Regions from separate parts of the Oryzias latipes genome. Here region 1 is linked to region 2. Evidence: chromatin contacts called from public Hi-C data. All regions are on one chromosome and are shown on one strand. Each heading gives the region's core, a stretch centred on a gene start, on an enhancer-like site or on the middle of the called end of the contact. The rest is flanking DNA. Distances are from core to core; before and after follow the strand shown.

Region 1 (5,000 bases), core at 496-2,995, 65 kb after region 2:
AACTGTCCATTGGGTGTTAGCTTTATCAGTGTTTGTGGAAAGGAGGCTCTGAGTGCACACATAACCTTTTCATGAAGGAGAACTGTATCAGGCTCAAATATTTATAATACCTGGCAGAGTAAACATCCCTTAATGTGGCTGGGCATAAATTTGGCCTCTGTATGCAAGCTTTAAACTCATGCACGGCAGGAATCTAATTAAAGTTACACACATTCCCCAGCATTAAAGTAAACAACAACAGGAACAAAACGAGCACACATAAAACCACCAGCACAGGAGCAATGGATCATTTAGAATAAGAGCTTCCACTGCAGGATCAAAAGGTCACTGCTGTGTGACTTCTCAGTGTGTCCTGTGCTCCAAAATAACTTATTATTCATTAAATAACTAATATAAGAGCAACTTAGTGTAGACTATATACTGTAATGATAATATAAAACTGGGATAAAATGCACCCCATTCATCTGTGTAAATGTTTACCTAAGATGTAAGGAGGAGCAAAGGCAATCCAATAACTTTGCAGAGTTGTACTTTCCTTAAAGACCCACTTAGATGAAAACTGCGTTTTTAACATGTTTTTGTAGCATTTTTCTGATGATGGAAGTCATATATAAAGAAAATTAAGATTAAATTTGTATTTCTTAGTATTTGTTTGATCAAGTCGTTGTGAATTAAGAGCAGATGATAAAATTGCTGTTTGAAAAAGAGCATATCTGTTTTGCAGAAAATACACTGGGTGGGGCCACAAGCTCCCTTCTTCACAGACAAATAAATCGATGTACGTCTTTCTTTTCCTCGTCTGAGCTGGAATCTGGCTCAAAACTGAACGGCTGGATAGCTCCAATATTGCTCACCGTTTTTGTTACACCAGTAATGTTAGGTCGGAGGTGTGAGGGGCTGTTAGCTGTTAGGAGAGTGTGTAAACACATAGCTGTCAGCTATGGGGAGGGGAGGTGGTGTGGGGCTTCCCACAACTCAGAGGCGATTTTCTAAAAAACTACTGCAGAAACTATGGCCTAGAAAATGACAAGTTTTTGAATTTTGGCTAAAAACAGCATAATCAAAAATAAAAGATTACTGGGAACGCTATTACAATACATCAAAAGATGATCGGAGTGGGACTTTAAAAAAGGTAGTAGAAGCAATGATGTACTCTCACCTTTGCACATGCACACAGAGCAGCCCTTTCTGTTCTGCCGGTAGCCGTTATTGCAGTGCTTGTCACAGGTAAAGGGCGGACACTTGACACAGCGACACATCTCACAGCCGTGTTTGTTCCTCCTGCAGGGGGAAAGACAGGCAAACATTTTCCATCATCCAAGGAAGTAAACAATACCTGCCGTCACTGAATTTCAAAGAGCATCCAGTACCACTTCAAATTCTGCAAAACCCAGATGCTCAAGTAATCAACATCTGGACAGGTTTTCTTTCTTCCATATTAACTGCCTTTGAAGTAAGGCAAATAAAAGGCCTACATGTGAGATCCCTGTGGTTTGCTCATCATACCAACCTTAAAGACTTAAAGAGGCAGACTATAGTTAATTCACATGCTTTTAATTCAACCTGCTGCCATCTTTATTGGCCCAAAAGCCTCAGGCAAACCTATAAAGGCATAAGTGAGCTGTGGCCTTCTGAAGACTAGCATTGACAATAAGGGCTTGTTAATAATATTGAGGCTTCTGATGCAAGCTGGCAGCTGTAAACCTCCTCAAACTGAGCAGGAGGGAAACCTGAGACGGCAAAGTTAAAGGAACAAGCTCGCACGCAGGGAGAAGAGTGTCTCAAAGTGCAGAATGTGGAAACTGGACAGTTGGGTTCAATTATCCGCCTAATAAAAGACGGACTAGCAGGTTGATGAATTGTCAAAACGGAGATGAAAGAAGGAGCCGCACCTACCCGGCTCTCATTCTGGACTTCCTCTGTTTCATTGCTTGCCTCATTTTTTTCCCCTCCGTCACTAAGCCTTCCGCTCTGCTTTTTTTTTTTTCCTGCAGAAAAGTGATGATCTCTATTTCATCCTTAGGCCTCATTAGCCCAGGTTAATTACTTTATCAATCATCGCCTGCCAAAATCAAAACAGGCCCACGTGTGAGGCCCTGTGAGAAGATGGCAAGAAGAAAGATGTGTCCTCACTTTCAATGATAGCTCTTGCATTTATCTATTAGGTCTTTCCTCCACTTCTGCCCTTTAGTCATAAAACAAAACATGATTCTGTTCCTATTTTTAGAGAAAAGCTCTCTGTTATGGTGCAATACGTTGAGACTCTCACAGGTATGGAAACTGTGCATCGCTGTAGAAATACTGTCCGTTGACCTTAGATCAGAGCTTTTGTTCAAAGATAGTGTGAGGAATGTCAAGCAGCACTTTGGGCTCCAGGGGGATATAGAAAGGCTTAGGAAGACAGCGAGGCCCCTGGCCAGGGACCGCTGGCACTGCACTTTTTCCAGTGTGGTGCAGCTGTGATGATTAGAAAAATGCCCTTCTTGACATAAACAGTTAAAAACAAAATTCTGATTATGGATGACAGAAAAATTGAGATTCTGCTGTAGGAATTCCCTTATTGCTATTATTTTTCTAAACTGTAATACAAGAGAAGTAAACATGTGCTTCAGGACTTTTCCGAAAAAATTATGTTTAATCTGTGTATTACAGCACTAGCTGCATGTGATTAATGTCTCCTGAATAAACAGAAATCATTCACTCTTTCCATTGTGGCCTCGTGTGAGAGACAACGGATCTACGCTCTGCAGCGTGCAGCGATTCAAACTTCTGACAGCTGCTTATGAAGGATAAAACCAAGACTTCCTGATCCCCTTCCCCCCAACAGACACCGGATCTTCCTCATCCTCTGCAGACATACCAAGCTCATCTTAAGCCATAGCTCAGGTTAATACATCAAAAGGTTGACTGTATATGTTCCACGAAGGCCCCTTTTGTCCTGATAGGTTTTTGATCGTTGTTATGAGACGGGAAGATGATTTATAAAATGAGAATGGCGAAAGCGTCCCGGCACAAAGAGCTTCCAGATGTTTGATTGGTTTAAATGGGCTTAAATGGGTTTCAGGGGAAAGGAGGTGATGGGGGGGGGCTGAGATGCGTATGTGGACCTCACAGTAGCTCACACGCAAACATAGCCTTACACACTGTAAAGTATATGATCCTGACATTCAAACAATAGTAGCAAAAGTTCACAAATAGGCGCTGGTTGTGTGGTGTAATCAAATTTACTGTAATTTCTATCGTGGTATGGATTTATTTTTTTCAATAATTAAATGTATGGAGGCTGGTTTACGTACACATATCCATATGGGCAGGTCTTTGTGCAGGTCAGAGGTCGGCACTTGGGCATCGGAGTGACGCAATCACACACCTCACAGCCAAAGTCATCCTTCTCAAATCCCAGTGGGCACTGGAGAGAGCAGTGTCTTCCCAGGTCTGGGCAGGAGTCATCTGAAAAAGTTAACAGAAAGGGACTCTCATCGTGAACATAACCTATCATGAAGTCAATGAAACAAGGTAAATAAAAAATTTATTCCCAAAAAATTCTGGATGGAATTAAAAAAGACAGACTTACTGTTGAGACACTGGCAAAGGAGACACCCGTTTACATCCTGATAGAAGCCATAAGGACAGTCGTTCACTGACAGGGAGCAGTTTTGCAAGGGAGGGCAGAGAATCGGGCTCACGGTTTCATAAGTTGGCTCTGAAAAAAGAAAGAGGCATTGAAAGGAGAGTACTTTATAGATAGAAAAAAAACATACTTATCTTTGTAGACTTGCCAGCATGTGCAACAAATACTGATTTATGTGAGACAAAGACACTCAAAAGTCTTTTTTTGCAAGGTTAAGTCAGGAGTCTTCCCATTTAGGTTTAGTCTCAGTTTGTTATAAAAATAGCTAATATAAATATTTACTGTTACAAATTGCCTTTACTGCGTTTAAACAACTTGTGGGCGCAGAATTACAGGCTTTTTGTATTCCTGCATTTGCAATGCAAAAAAAATATCATAAAGACAGCTTTTATTTTTAGACTTGACAGTGAACTCCAGCAGTCATGGAGCTTAAAAACGAGAACAAAACATGTTCACAAGTACCAAACCCTGGCAGAAACAAGGGACCAAGAACATCAACAGTGGTCAATTAAGCATTTTTTGCAAAAATGGAACCCCATACCTCAAGGCTCATACCTCAAGTACCCGAGTGTCTGGGACTTGTTCAGTCCCAGTTCAGTCCCAGTCTCAACTCCAAATCCCTCTAAAATGAGTTGGACCTGTTTTTCATGTTTTTGAAAACTTTGTGGTAGTCACCATTTTGGCTGAATAAGAAGTTAGCTGCCCCTGCTGCCTTTTTTCAAAAATGAGAGCTGTTTTGTCTCAAATGGAAAAATAAATTATGTTTATAAAAACGCACTAGAGTTACATTAAAATTAACAAAAAAGGGAAAAGAAGGTTTAAGCTTAAGTGAGAGTAAGTTTAATTCTGCTGAAAAGGTATTATTGGAGTCACTAGGACCTCACTTATGTGTGTTATCTGAAGAACTAACCTGGTGTCAGTTACTTTTGTTTTTAATTTGGACTCAAACAGTAAGTCAAAGTGTTGCCCCATGGGTTTTCATCTATGAAAACCCTTCTTATCCTCAGACATGTATGTCTTACTTCACCTTCGAAGTATAGAAGGACTTTTTGAGGGTAGAGACTGAACCAAATCACTGTAAAGTGTCTGTGTTTCTCAAAACACTCTGTGTCCATAATTAGTACAAATGCTTTCAATATATATTTTATCTATTATATGCTGTGTGTGCTCAAAGCCTCTTAGGTTTCATTCATGTATTTCATGCCAACTGTAATTGCTACTTTTTAACACTGCTCTAAACAGTAATTAAAGATAAGCTTTGAGCATTTACGCGGAGGTGGGTGGCACTGCGGGATAATACCCCTCTGTCGTATTGTGCAGAGCTGTCTCCTCCTAACAAGCTGAACGTGTCTAACTCATGTTCAGGCTC
Region 2 (5,503 bases), core at 2,557-5,056:
ATTGACTGGAAGCATATTCCTGTGTCATTGGATGTCCACAGTTTAATTCCTTGCTGCACTTTTTTTCACCTCCCTTTAAAATTCTTGAGGTGCGTCCAAGACATTCTTTGTCACACTGACTGATTTAAGAGGGAAAAAAAAAAGTTTGGTCCTCCAAAAGTGAACAGCAGCCAGACAACCGTCAGCTGATCCAGGAGCAGTGGAGCCATCTTGACGGCCTCCCACTCGATCACACAGCAATAAACCTGAGACTGCTCTCAGACACTGAACAGGAATACCTTTTTTTCCATCGTGTCCAAATCTATTGTACCTTCCATGCGCACTTGCATTTGTTAGGTAAAGCAATGTTCTGAACCCCCGTGAGTTCACTTCCTATTGCACCTCCCTCCGTAATCATAATGATTGTGGTGGTTCATTCCTTCTCTCATCTCTACTGAGGACCTTTATTCTTTCTGTGAATGAGAAAGGAGGAAAGAATTGCCAATTCTGGTACGGTGTTTGTGGCTTTTGCCCCCCCAGTGCAACTGCACTTCCACGTCCACCACATTAAAAATACTTAAAGTGTCAAACATTTAAACAAGGTTTCTCAGATGTGATAAAATCTACAAGAACTGGTCTTTTTTTTATTGAATATGTATTTTTTTATGTTTTTGTTAAACATTTAACAGATTTACAAGCTGTCATCTGTGTATTTCTTTATTTGAGGCCCGTTTACTGTAGATACTATAAGGATGTCATTCTTGGGCCAAGATTTTACCCGTTTATGAGAGCGACTGTGTTTTATGCTGTCTTTACCAGCTGTTCTCAATGTGGACAACTCTGTGGTGGATTTGGAGACCATTGAGGCTTTATATGAAAATGTAAGTAGCTGCGTGATTCATAAAATAAAGAAAAAAAGCCTGTTATAAGGGAAGTCCATGTTGCCTCACTCAAACAGTTCCTTTTATTTCTAAAGTGAAATTCTGTTTTCTGTCTTTGCAGAGAGCCACTAGTGAGGAGATGGAAAGGATTTTGAGCCATTTTCAGACATCTAAAGAAGATGAAGCCAAACTGCTGGACAAACCAGAACAGTAAGATCATTTCTGGCAGATTATTATGCAAACTTTTTCTACAAAAAAAAATATTTAAAAGCATTGTTCTGCAACATTTTTGTGCATACAAATACTTTTTATTTATTTAGTGTTGGATTAAAGCAATTGTTAGCTTATTTATAGAGGTCTTGTCTGTATTGCACCCAAAAGTGACATTTTGATAGTTTTTGTGATCTCTTTGCCTACGGACGCATTAATGGATGTTGCTGCGGGGCCTCGATAGTGCAGGTCACTTATCGAGGCTTGGACCCAGCGGTGCCGCTTAGCCTGGCCTTCCTATTTCCATGTTTGACCAGAGCTGTCACTAGAGCTGCCTGAGTCATCTTTACTCAGTGTCTGCCTCCATCAGCAGGGGCTAATCACGCAGGATGTTACCGCTCCACTCCCCTCCGACACGGCACTGTTTACACAAGTCGTCCCGCATCAGGCCAGAGCTACCTTTGATCAGTCTCCGTGCGCCGCTCGCTGCTTTCCCTCCACCCGACCCCATGGACTTTTCAAACCTAGCCGAGCAGCACTGCTCATGACTATCAGCTGCCTGCCTCTCTGTGTAAAGCAACATTGACTCAGGCAGCCTCCGTGGGGAAGCTCGGCCTGCCAAAGCCCTGAAATAGTTCTTCCTGTTAGACGTTTTGTTTAATTCTGTCATAACACATCACACCCCATTCCTCCTCCGTCCAACCCTCCTCCACTTTTTGTTTTCCAGGTTTCTCTATGAGCTCTCCCAGATTCCTAACTTTGCTGGCCGGGCCCATTGTATCATCTTCCAGTCGGTATTTCTTGACACTATCTCCTCTTTACATCGCAAGGTGGAGATTATCTCTAGTGTCTGCAAAGTAAGGTCATCAACAAACACGGCTTCAAAATCATCATAACCATGTTTTTAACCCAAAAATCTTTGTGCGTGGGTTTCTTTGGCAGGACCTACTGGAGTGTAACGCCTTACAGGATGTAATGGGTCTTGTTCTGGCCTTTGGGAACTACATGAATGGAGGTAACCGGACCAGAGGTCAGGCTGATGGCTTTGGACTTGAGATCCTCCCTAAGCTAAAAGATGTCAAGAGCAGGGTAAATATTTCCCAAAAGCTTACCAAAGTACCAAAATGGTGAAATAAATATTAACTTTAGGCTTTAACTGTTATCTTGTTTGTCTATTAAACTTTCCTCAGGACAATCACATCAACCTGGTGGATTACGTGGTTCTATACTACCTACGTAATTTTGACAAGGTCAATCAAATCGATGAAATCAGAAAGCTAATTTTTTCTTTTGTTCAGGCACATTTATGAGCTGTTTTCTTGTTTGCTTTTTTATAGCATGCTGGTACAGAAAAGAGTGTGTTCCCTCTGCCTGAGCCTCAAAACTTCTTTCAAGCTGCTCAGGTCAAGTTTGATGACCTCGCCAAAGACGTCCGAAAACTGAAGAGAGATCTAACTGGTAGGACTTGACCTTTGTTGCATCCATCAAGACTCAGATATGTCACTCCATTGGTTTTTTACTGCTGTGGACATATTTATTTCAGTTTTAATCAGTCAGGGTGATGGTAAACATAACCATCCTTCACCAGATCAGTTCGAAAACGTAAATGTACTTACCGTGGACTTTAGCCGAACCCCTTCTGACAGATTTCGTCATGTGGGCCTCTGATCTCCTGCAGCAACTTTTGAGGTCCCAAAAATGTTACCTTGACTGCTTTGTCATCACAAAAGTAGATAAATACTTTTTTTATGTATAGCTGTATTAAAATTTTTGGGATAAATAAAAAATATATATTCTGGTGGTTGGTGCCTAGCCACACAGTGGTCTCGCCTGGCAGCCACTTAGTCTTGGCGAGGTCCATTCAGGGTTAAAGGCGATGCACCCCACTCCCTGGGTGTCTGTGGTTATTTAAATCAAGCAATAATACGGCATATGAAAGCAATTAGATATGCTCCACATTGCTGTTAAAAGGCTCTTTTCTCTGACCCGAGGGAAAAATACAAAGAGCCTGCTAAGGAGCCCAGACCCACCTCAAGCTGTCACTCATTTATTAGGAAAAATGGAAGACTTGAAGACAATAAATGTAACATAAGGGCCCTCGTATTTGATCTCTGCTGCAGCGCAGTCTGGCACAGTAGTCCTCGGGGGTATTAGCGTCAGAAGGCTAGCGCAGGTCTGGGTGTTAGGGGAGCTCCACCTATGACTCCGACCATTTTTATCCTCTCCATCCGCCAGAAATAAATATTTATGCCTGGCTATTATAAACCAGCCTAAAGAATGCAACTGTTCTTAATTATAAAGCTAACACAGATCACCTCCACCCGCTACATGAACGCTGTCTGACACTGAGAAGCTAACACTAAATCACATTTTGGTTTACACGCACTGTTTGACTTTGGCAAGCTGAGCGGCCTGCCCCTCACCTGATCCTGAGGTGGCGACTGCAGTGATCGGCGGTGTCTTCCCCCCACAGACTAGGGTCAAAGGTCAGGAGACTTATTACTGATAGTAAGAAACACATCTCTGTCTGTGCAATCCTGTCCTTCATTCAGCAGAAAAGAGCGTTTCCCTGTGTGCATCACAGCATTCAGGTCTCCAAACGGACTTTGAGCAGAAAATTTGATTCACTGTCTGTAGTGATGCTCCTGGATGTGCCGTCGTCTGCCTCGCTGCCCCCATCTTCACTGGGGACTGACGAAACACGATCCTCTTTTGATGAGGCTTCCTGTTTGGGGAGAGGGTGATGACCTCTTTCTGGGCTCCACTCAAGGGAGAGGGATGAGTGAGAGGCCACGAGGACCTACTGTAGGTTTCTACATTCAGACAAATAGCTAAGTTTATACCAAAGTCTATACAACAGACCTTTTTTAAGTTCCCCAGTAGCCGACACTTTTTAGCCGTTCAGACTGGTGATTACTTTCAAAGATTCCTTTAACTGCCACGTAATTGGACCTGACATGTAGGCAGGGATGCAACTGAATGAAATAGTATCAAATAAAAAGGAACAGTCAGAGCTCATTTGCTGCTCAGGGGAGTTTAGTGTTTCACAGAAGGCTTGGCCGGGGTTATGCATTCATCACTATGGCAAATCAGACAGTGTCCTGATTTTAAATGGCCTTTAATGTCAGGTTCAGTCAGGCCCCTTAGCCTGAGGTCTGTTTTACGACAGAGGCTCCACTCAAAGCAGCCGTGTGAAGCCAGCACCCAGGTTCTGTCACTTCCACCACCGAATGCAAGGAAAAAACGTTTTATTTTTTATTTTTTAAAGACTTTACAGGATTGATCGCCCAAGCAAAGGTCGCGTCTTAATCTCAACTGGACATCTCTAAATATTTAGAGGACTGTACTGAAAAATGCCATTAATTTGAGCTGAAAGTCACCATGAAACAGCACATTTTATATGTGTATGAATAAATGTGTTCTCTCGTCTAAACAATAAAAAATAAAATAAAAACTATGAGACAAGCTCTCCTCATTTTCATTTACGCAGACAAAAATGAGGGAGGAGAGCTTCGGTTAGGTTGTAGATTTCCCAGCTGAGACAACTCTTTGGCTGGCCTTGCTGACAGGATTTTTTTGATCACTCAGTAAGAGAAGCTAAAGGTCTTTATATTATTAGGAATAATTGAAATTATTTCAGATAAAATAAAAACACCTATCACCATGCTTCATTGTTAAGAAGAAAATAAAACTCAAATTAAGGCCCCTGATGACTGAAGGATTCTGTCTAGCCTGATGGCATCACTTGTGTTACTTGGAGAAGAAACTTCCCTTTGAATACACAGGTTTCCAAAAAATAAAAAGTTATTGTCACTTTCAGACAATGTCTCAAAGTCGAGCTTTGAGTTTGATTCTTTGCAGCTGCTTTGTTTTTGTGGGCTTCCTCTTTGCGGCCTTTGCTGTCTGGACCACATTTGGAAGCTCGCCGCCTTTAAATTGTAGACTTGCTGTTTTGAACACGTTTTTTTAATGGGTCCTTTCGAGTTGGGGGATTTCTGGTAATGATTTTTTCCATCTCCAAACAGAATATTATGGGTAACATTTGTAGTTTTTTATTTATTTATTTTTTAAGTAATCTTTGGCTAAAGAGATCACCTTAAAATGCAAGTCTCTCTACAGCTGTAAGTAGTCTGTTGATGGTTGCGTGTTGTGCCTCCTCTCAATTTTATCAAGACATCTCATAAATAAAGGCTGTAATGACCAGATTTCCAGCATTGCAGGTGTAACGGCAACACATGCAAACACAAGAGAGCCAAACTCCCCCCAGAAAGCGGTGGCGGCGGAGCAAAGTGAGACCGCAGCCAGACCTGTTAATGCTCTTGTTCTTTTGCAGAAGTATTTAGCTATGCAGTCATAAGCAAGTGGAGGTATTTATAGCAGCCATTAATGACTTACAGGTTGGTGGATTGTGCCAGAGTTCTTTCAGCAGGCGC

What was found. Hi-C and Micro-C count contacts between places; a contact is called where the count stands out from the background.
Region 1: a contact with region 2 is called in a Hi-C map of fibroblasts, with 1.7 times the contacts expected there. The contact joins two enhancer-like sites. A contact is called at or near these places in 2 of 5 Hi-C or Micro-C datasets (fibroblasts and gastrula embryo).

What each region holds. Positions count from the first base shown.
Region 1 is chr22:14,409,941-14,414,940 of ASM223467v1, forward strand. crim1 (cysteine-rich motor neuron 1 protein) reads right to left here. Exons shown (of 15, transcript XM_023951833.1): 7 at 3,575-3,703; 8 at 3,297-3,450; 9 at 1,160-1,281. Among protein-coding and RNA genes, the nearest start is that of crim1, 21 kb to the right of the region's middle. Within about 2 kb of position 1,746, at least 1 of the 8 cell types and tissues checked has an H3K27ac peak or open chromatin away from gene starts, as enhancers often do.
Region 2 is chr22:14,342,440-14,347,942 of ASM223467v1, forward strand. fmn1 (formin-1) reads left to right here. Exons shown (of 19, transcript XM_023951602.1): 9 at 799-860; 10 at 982-1,070; 11 at 1,798-1,927; 12 at 2,013-2,159; 13 at 2,261-2,320; 14 at 2,408-2,528. Among protein-coding and RNA genes, the nearest start is that of LOC101170135, 17 kb to the right of the region's middle. Within about 2 kb of position 3,807, at least 1 of the 8 cell types and tissues checked has an H3K27ac peak or open chromatin away from gene starts, as enhancers often do.